Linked DNA regions of Sus scrofa: regions 2 and 3 are each linked to region 1. Evidence: chromatin contacts called from public HiChIP or PLAC-seq data. All regions are on one chromosome and are shown on one strand. The core of a region is the stretch at or near the end of the contact, and the rest is flanking DNA. Distances in the headings are between cores, read along the strand shown. Region 1 overlaps LOC106509550 (a long non-coding RNA gene). Region 2 has its middle 93 kb from the start of CTXN3. Region 3 has its middle 72 kb from the start of CTXN3.

Region 1 (2,847 bases), core at 187-2,686:
ATTACCAGGATTCCCTGCTCTAGAGAGGGGGCTACATACAGAGCTGAAACTTGAGCGGATCTTCTGGGCAGGTGGAAGGTGATGGGAGTGGGGAGTTTTGAGCAGAAGATAAACACTGACAAGCAAAGACAGGAAAGAGGGAAAGTAAGAGTGTCAACAAGCAGGAGAGGAAACTGACATGGGACAGAGGGAGGTTAGAGTCTTCCAGACCAGAGACGGAGCCAAGAGGGAGGTGTCTTGGCCCCCAGGCTTCCACCTCTGAAGCACCTGCTGACAGCTGCTCAGAGCCACCGTTTCTTCCTCAGCTGCTCCAGATTCAGATGGAGAAACTAGAGGCCTGGGCTTTTCATTTGTCTCAACCTGATGGCAAGATCCTTCCTGGATGCTTGTTTTCGCTCTTTGAAATGTGTTTCTTTTATCACCTTCCGGTCCCAGGAACCGTCTGAATGGAGTGGAGAATAGGAGAGGGAGCAGAAGGCTCCACGGAGGGGAGGCCAACCCGTCAAAGGACAGAAGTCCCTTTGTCTCTCTGGGTTGTCAGGGAACAAAGGACAAATGTGCAGAATGGGGGCTGGAAAAGCTGCAGCGGATGCTTTTCTTTAAGGTCCCCTCTGAGCAGCACAGACTTTTCCCTGGGCTTGCAGGTTCATCCCATGGCCAAGCCAAAATTGTCATCCGTGCCCAGCCAGCCAGCCTGGAAACTGAGGCAGCCGTGCTCCGCCTTTCTAGCCCTGTGGCCAAAGCGGCTGAGTGACCTCCTATTAGAGGGGAGTCCTAGCGATCCAAAGGATACTGCCCATTTTTCTCTTTGCTTAAACTTACTGAAGTTCAAGTATCCAAAGAGTTCTGGGGCCCCTATACATGTTGTTGGGCTTTGGGGATGGTGACATTATACCTTTCACTTATGACATGAAGAGGAACCACGTACACAAGTGGAAAATTGACACTATGCTGTCTGGGCCACATCAACCTAGTTTTTATAGAAATCTTAATCCAATCAAAAACCACATGTCAGAAAAAACCGTAGCAGTCAGCAGTGTCTAGGCAAAAGTGCCACCTGTGCCTGAAAAACAGGAAGTAACGAAAGCAAAGAAAACCAGATCCAGAGAAATACAATTTGGAAACTTTTACGGTGAGATGTTGAGGTTTCTGTCACTGAATTCTCCCTCTGTCCATTTTCACCTGCCACCTCCTGGCCTCTGTGTCTTTCCAGATGGACAGTCTCCCACTGAGCATTTGGGAGCCATGCTTCCTGCCGAAGCACCCACTTTGACCAAGCCCAACTGCAGTCCCAGCTGCTAAAAGAGCCCTGTGTATATAAATTAAAGCAAATTAGCCACCGTGCCCTTTTCCTGGAAAGGAATCACATCTCCTTACGGGTATCTGTAAATCAAAACCGACTTGTCTGTGGCGTTCTCGTGGACTTGCCAAAACAAAACCCAGGCTGGCTTGGCTTGGACGAGGGCTGAGCACACAAAGAGATCTATTCACGCGTCTGGACTTCTAGAGAATCATACGGTCCAGTGAAGGTCAAGATGATCACAGCCTGATTTCAAAGGTTAGTTTTTAAAGGTACAGTTCACAACTGCTGCTAAACTTCTTTTCCCTTTAAAAACAAACACTCAGAGATAAGCAGCATAGAAAGACACCTCCAATCTGGCCAGTGGGGTGGCAGGGCAGGGGGTGTCATGTCTTTTTAAGCTATGCAATCGGTGTAGCAGAGTGAATTGGCTGTAAAGTCTAAGATTTAAAAAGCCTCCTATACTAGGGAATTGACAGGATGGGCTGTGGAAAACGGCCTGAAATGTCCACAAGTATCTCTATTTAAATGCAGAATTTCATCCATGTCTTATTATTTAGTCTTTTGTATTTAGTCTTTTGTATTTAGTCTTTTGAGGGAAACTATTCTTCCTCTCCAACTTTAGATTCCTTCCCTCTTTCCCCATTTCTTCTCCCTCCTACCTGCCTTTGTTTCTATCATTCCTTTTGATGAAATAAAGGAGGAAGATAGTAATGTTTATTGTGAACCTACTTTGATATCAAGCTTTCCTATGTACCATTCAGCAGCTCTAAGGAGGCTGTCCCTTGGCTTAAGCTGAAAAAGTCTATCATGATTCCTGTGAATTCACTTTCATAGAAATTTCTTTTTCTTTTTCTTTCCTTTTTTTTTTTTTTTTTTTTTTTTTTTGCTTTTTAGGGCCACAGGTGTGACCTATGGAAGTTCCCAGGCTAGGAGTTGAATCAGAGCTACAGCTGCCAGCCTACACTAGAGCCACAGCAATGCAAGATCTGAGCCGCGCCATAGCTCATGGCAATGATGGATCCTTAACCCACTGAGTAAAGCCAGGGATGGAACCCACGTCCTCATGGATACTAGTTGGGTTCGTTTCCACTGAGCCACGATGAGAGCACCGAGATTTCTTTTTTCAAGTAACAAAGACAGTTTATGAAGTGCACTGTTTTAAGATGTCAGAGTCCTCTGAGTAACTTCACATATCCAGTCATATCTAAGATGCTGCTCCCGAATGTGATTGGCACAGTATATATTTTCTCTTTTTGACACAAACATGCGCAAACATCCACACGTAACACACAAATACATATTCTTTCTTCTCTGTCTGTGATTTGCATGCAAAGTTTTCTTGGCTGTTATTTTCTCTTTCTCCCCCAGGAGGGCTTAGCCTCTGGGAGGAGGGTGTATCTTAAGCAGTCCTGAGAAAAGAAGCCTCTGTCCTTCCCAATGACCTTCTCTGAGCCTTCCCAGCCTGTCTTTCCTCTGTACCCCACCTTGCCTCGCCCACTGCCCACACCAGCTTCCCCTGCCTCAGCATCTACAAACGCCTGTGC
Region 2 (2,847 bases), core at 158-2,657, 160 kb before region 1:
GTCCATCTAGAGTACTGAGAACATTATAGATGCTGAATAAAGGTTAATTCCTCCACTCTCTGCCCACCATTGGCAATACACTGCAGAGGGCTGGCATTGTACCTGCATTCCTGTAGGATGTGAACTTAAATAACATCCCCTACTGCACCCCCTTTCACGCTTTGTCTCATTATATTTTTCTTTAAAATGAAGGAGGATCTTAGGGAGATCCCAAGGGAAAAAGAAAGGGAAAGGAATTGTCTTTGACTGTAACATAATTGGTCAGATTCAGTAAAGAACGAGAATATGAGGAGCCCCTGTTACTAGTTTTATGTGGGGCTTTTGGAAGTATCTCTCTCATCTGGAAAACTACGTCAGCTGACACCTGAGCTACTACTAAGAAGTAAGAAAAAGGCTCCCATGTGCTTTCATGAAAAGTTGGGAAACAAAACTACCATATTATCCTCCATTGAAATGTCTTCATATTTTGAATATCACCAATAAATTCCTCTTTGTGAATTTATTTATTTATTTATAATTTATTTAAATTCCTTCTTGCTGTGTCATATCTATGTTTTATCCCTACTTGGGAAAAACAATGGTTAGGAAAAAAAAAAAAAATTCGAGTTCCCCACCAAGGTTCCTACCTCCCAGCTCTTACTTTAAATCATGACATCTCTTTCCTGGCTAGTGTTTATGCCCCACGTAGTATGCAACCAATATTTTGCTAGGTAGAGTATCCAGAAGATGCATGAAGCAAATTCTGACTACATGGTCATTCTTGGATTCACCTCCTTGGTGAGAAAGTGATCATAGACTCCTCTCACTCCCCAGTTGCCCCTGACCCTGGCAAAACGCTGAAAAGGTCATATATCAGCACTGCCCATTCAGCTCTCAGCCTGGGCAAAATCAGAGAATGAGCAGAAACAGACAGAAGACTTAAAAGATGAAGTGGAAAGAAAGAAGGTCAAAGTACTAAAGTCCCTTTACCAAAGGAGGAGCTGAGAAAGAATAGGAGAGACAGCGAGGTAGTGGAAAAACCAGATCGGACAAGGGGGCTGGGGAGGGGGGCCGCTCCTGGTTGAAAGTCTCTGAGATGATGAGTAACCACTCTGTTGTGATGTGGTTGTCTTTCAACCACTTTGAGAGAGACCAATAAAAAAGGAAACTTATGCAAATAATGCAGACACACACCCTAGCCCATGACACAAGACTCAGAGATTCACATAGTTCTTTTATGACCACTAGCAGGAATTGAGATAAATTAACATTTACGGAGACCCTAACTGAGAGCCAGATACACTTATGTCATTCAGTCCTCGCAATAATGTGTTTGCCCCCTTGAGTGTGCGTAAGACAGCTGTGACTGGGAGCGACCAAGGGAACGGGCCAAGGTCATAAAGCAAGTAAGTGGTGGAGCAGAAACAAAGCCTGAGCTCTCCTGGGCCTGCCGCTGGGAGCCAGGAACCAGCAGCCAGTGATGAATGAGAGACACGGAGCCAACACTGTTGCCAGAGGAAGTATGTCAGGAACTGGCCTGCTGAGCCCCTCTGCACTGGGGCACCTCTGGGTCTTTGCTTCATTGTGAAACTGGGTTTTCTGACACTTTCTTAGCCCCAAGGCTGTGAGATCTCTTGGCATGTGTATGGTCATAGACCGCAGCCTATCAGAGCCCCTTTCTTTGTCCGTCCTGTGTGTGCTGGTGATAGAAGCCAGCACACAGGCAAAAACTGCTTTATTATGAGCTTCTGAGACCTTTTGCCTCTTCTTTTTTCTTCTTCTTAACACTTTTCCTTATTTTCTGTTCCTCCTTCTAGTCTTTTATCTACTACCTAATTTCCAGACATTTTCTCCCACTGATCTTAACCTACAGGAAATATAATCAAGTGTTTTCTTTAACTAAATGTAGCAATGTCCTGAATTGCTTACCATTAATATCCAGGACAAGAGTGGGATTCTTACATCCCTTTCTTTGCTGACGTGCTGCAAACTTACTTCTTTGAGCTGTGCACAGCCCAGATTAAAAGCCTGAAATGTAAATTATCTTGATTTCACAATTCTCTTATTTTGACCCTAGTGACACAACTGCAGAGAAATAAAGAATGTTAGCTAGAAGAGGCCAACAAAGAACTGTCATCTGTGTGACCTCAGAGAGGAAGCACCACCCTCTTCTTATTTCCTCATTATGTCTACATTTCTTCTTTTTCATAGTGAACCAACAGAGACCTTGCTAGAAGGGACCCTAGAAAGGTTAAGTTTAAGTTACCTGAGGCCCAGGACCAATCGATGCTTAGTGTAGGTGAACCCCTAGGCATCTATTTGCCTTAGTTCTATGTGAATCACTAAGAAACAAAGCCAGGAGGCAAAAATTCAGATAAGGTTGACATTTATCCTCTTCTCAAAGGCAGGATCCATTGGTTGACAATGCCATGAGCTTCCACTCCTAGTCCCAGCACAAATCTTTGTCCCTGCTATTTCTTCTGCCCTCCCCACTTGTTTCTAGCCCACCAGGCCAACCCATCGGGCCAGGGCCCAGCTACGGGATAGACAAAATGATTTGGATTACCAGTGAAAGCTAGCTAGCGTTCCATCAACCCTAAATCGATAGTATTTAAAAGAAGCTTTAATTGGGAGTTTGGGATTGACATATACACACAACTACAGAAAAGATGACTAACAAAGACCTCCTGTACAGCACAGGGAACTCTGCTCAATATTCTGTAAGAGCCTAGATGGGAAAAGAATCTGAAAAAGAATGGATAGGTATGTACATAGATAATTGGATCATGTCACTGTATACCTGAAACTAACACAACACTGTACATCAACTGTACTCCAATTAAAATAAAATAAATCAAATCTTAGCAT
Region 3 (2,847 bases), core at 111-2,610, 140 kb before region 1:
CTGATCGAAACATTCAGGTTTCAGAAGATGAGCAGATTGTACATGAAACTTGAATTTAACGGAATATTAATTCAGAGTAACCCTTGGATTTGACTTCATATGTGTAACTTTTATATAGTTAAATATGTATGTTTAACTTCTGCCCCCTTTTACATTTCAAAACTTCCTTCTCTACATACAAACTTCTCAACATTTCCATCCTCCCAGAAAATAAAATGTGTTAGCACAGAGCTACACAGCACAAATTACCATGCTTTCCCCAAATAATGCCCGTTGTTTGGAACTTTTTGCCATTTGAAGAAGCCAAATAGAGGGAAAAAAAATGTCATGGGTATCTAATGAAACAAATCCGCCAACACTCAAATTCTTCAGTTTTTAGAGGTCCTTTGCTCCACTGATGCCTCTTGGGGAAATCCTGAAAAATAATCTATCTGTAAACAATCTATTTCAGTGCCACATGTTTTCTAAATTTCTTTGCCTCTTGACCTTCAAAGAAAGAAAAACATATTTGCATGTGAAAACAGGACTTTTTGTTTCTTATACATCTATTCTATCAGAGAAAGTTAAGTTGAAATCGGTCGTTTTGCCTAATTGCTTGTGAAGGATCATTTTTTTCTGAAGGACATTGCCTAGTTCTTTGGCCAACCTTAATTATTATTATTTATTTTCTTTTTAGGGCCACTCCTGTGGCATATGGAAGTTCCTGGGCTAGGGGTCAAATCAGAGCTTCAGCTGCTGGCCTTCACCTCAGCCACACCAAAGCTTTAATCCATTGAGCGAGGCTGGGGATCAACCTGCATCCCCATGGACACTAAGTTGGGTTCTTAACCCACTGAGCCATAACAGTAACTCCTTGGCCAACATTATTTTAAAATGCTAAGGTCTGGAGTTCCTGTATGGCTCAGAGGAAATGAACTCAACTACTCTCCAAGAGGATGTAGGTTCAATCCCTGATGGCTCAAATCTGGCATTGCTGTGGCTGTGGTGTAGGCTGGCAGCTGTAACTCCATTTCGACCCTAGCCTGGGAACCTCCATATGCTGCATCTGTGGTGCTAAATTAAAGCTGAATTAAAAAGAAAAAAGAAAAAGAAAAAAGCTAAGGTTTTCTTTATGGTCTCTGTCCTCAAGTTAAATAGAACTTATTAAAATAATAAATCCTGGAGGTGATGTTTTCTTTTGTGTCTATAGCATTTCCTTTCTTTTCTTAGGTTTACTTTCTTTTTTTAACATCTAGTTTTACATTGCTGTAATTTTGGACCATCAAAATGTTTCTAAAAATTATCTGAGGCACATGATGTGATTTACTTGCCCAGTCCTTGAAGCTGTTTTTGGCCGTGTGAGTCCTTTGACCGATGACAGAAGAGCAAAAGTGGAGTGTGTGACTTCCGGGTGGAGCACTCACCATGCAGTCAGCCCCTCCCTCCATGGCCGCCTGCCTGGATTGCAGAAATGCACTCCCAGGCAAAGCTTCCATCCAGAGGGTGCCCTAGTAACTGTGATGAATAGAGTTCCTCTGCCTCCAACCTTGGGTGGGTGTTGTGGAGAAAAAATGAATTATTCAGATAAATAAAATATTAAGCCATTAGCCACTTGCACCTGATAACCTTCCTAACTTTTAATGAAGTTTTGACCATTTTTTATAACAGCCAAAGGAAAAAATAAGTTTCTCACTAATTACAATGATACCATCATTATCCCCTTTCTAGATACTGCTTGACCTAGACTCTCTGCTAGAGTTGTTTCTGTATAGAATTTAGGCTCTTTAACTGGGTGAACTTTGAGATGACTGTAAAGGGACAAGGGTGGGATGGAGAAAGGAGAGCATGATATGAGTCAGCCCCTCATTTACTGAAAGATCTCAACAGGGAAGTTGTTACATGAGAGGCTGAACAATGGTAGAGTCTCCAACTAACCTCTCACCTCCGAACATCTGGGGAGATAATGTTACTCTCCCAGGTACAATGATGTCAGATGCTATCTAGATAACTACCAGATATCCCTAGAAGTAAAGTTTCAGTTTCTATACAATTTGTTTTGTGGAAAAAAGCTAATTTTTTAGACTGAACAAATGAACATTACCGTGCTCTATTAAATATATCTCACTTCCTCAAAGTTTGCAAACAGATACTCATTAAATCTCTCACTTATATTAGGAAAGATTTCTCTGAAGTGCTGTCAAAATTATGAAGATGGGTTTTTTGGGGTTTTTTTTTTGGCCTTTTTTAGGGCTGCACCTGCAGCATATGGAGCTTCCCAGGCCAGGGGTCCAATCAGAGCTGCACTCGTTGGTCTACACCACAGCCACAGCAACGTGGGATCAGAGCTGAATCTGTGACCTGCACCACAGCTCACGGAAACGCTGGATCCTTAACCCACTGGGCAAGTCCAGGGATCAAACAAGCATCCTTGTGGATACTAATTGGATTCCTTACTGCTGAGCCACAACCAGAACTCCTAAAGACAGTTTCTATTCATGTCTGTTGTCTCACCCTCAATGGGGCACACCATGGTTGTTTTGCATCTCTTAAGCATTTCCATTCACAACACCTCATTCACTTGTTAGACCTATTCTGATTTTGTTATTCTGTGGGTTAGAATTCCTGGGATGAAAACTCTTGAGAGTTACAAAGGGCTTTTGGAGATGGCTTTTGGGAGTAATAGCTATAAAGGAAGGAAAGAAACAGGAATGCAACAGGGCCTGAGCTGACCCCATGGGGAGCTCTGGAGCTGGACTGGCCCTTTGGAAATGTCCTCAGAGGGAGGCACCAGGCTTTGCAGAGCTGCATCAACCAGTCCTTGGATTCAGGTTGATCTCATGAAGGGGGATGACTATGGGGCAGTGGAAT

The links. HiChIP or PLAC-seq counts read pairs in DNA pulled down with a chosen protein or histone mark.
Region 2: an H3K27ac HiChIP or PLAC-seq map of skeletal muscle shows a contact between it and region 1, with 4 times the contacts expected there. The contact joins two enhancer-like sites. A contact is called at or near these places in 7 of 47 Hi-C or Micro-C datasets (brain, embryonic fibroblasts, fetal heart ventricle and 2 more) and 1 of 2 datasets of contacts at active chromatin or transcription factors (skeletal muscle).
Region 3: an H3K27ac HiChIP or PLAC-seq map of skeletal muscle shows a contact between it and region 1. The contact joins two enhancer-like sites. A contact is called at or near these places in 3 of 47 Hi-C or Micro-C datasets (embryonic fibroblasts and heart right ventricle) and 1 of 2 datasets of contacts at active chromatin or transcription factors (skeletal muscle).

Annotation. Positions count from the first base shown.
Region 1 is chr2:130,523,455-130,526,301 of Sscrofa11.1, reverse strand. The region is part of intron 1 of LOC106509550 (a long non-coding RNA gene); the gene reads right to left. Among named protein-coding and RNA genes, the nearest start is that of CTXN3, 72 kb to the left of the region's middle. Within about 2 kb of position 1,436, at least 6 of the 83 cell types and tissues checked have an H3K27ac peak or open chromatin away from gene starts, as enhancers often do. A contact at or near this core is called in skeletal muscle, where this site is marked.
Region 2 is chr2:130,687,866-130,690,712 of Sscrofa11.1, reverse strand. No RefSeq gene overlaps it. Among named protein-coding and RNA genes, the nearest start is that of CTXN3, 93 kb to the right of the region's middle. Within about 2 kb of position 1,407, at least 17 of the 83 cell types and tissues checked have an H3K27ac peak or open chromatin away from gene starts, as enhancers often do. A contact at or near this core is called in skeletal muscle, where this site is marked.
Region 3 is chr2:130,667,539-130,670,385 of Sscrofa11.1, reverse strand. No RefSeq gene overlaps it. Among named protein-coding and RNA genes, the nearest start is that of CTXN3, 72 kb to the right of the region's middle. Within about 2 kb of position 1,360, at least 2 of the 83 cell types and tissues checked have an H3K27ac peak or open chromatin away from gene starts, as enhancers often do. A contact at or near this core is called in skeletal muscle, where this site is marked.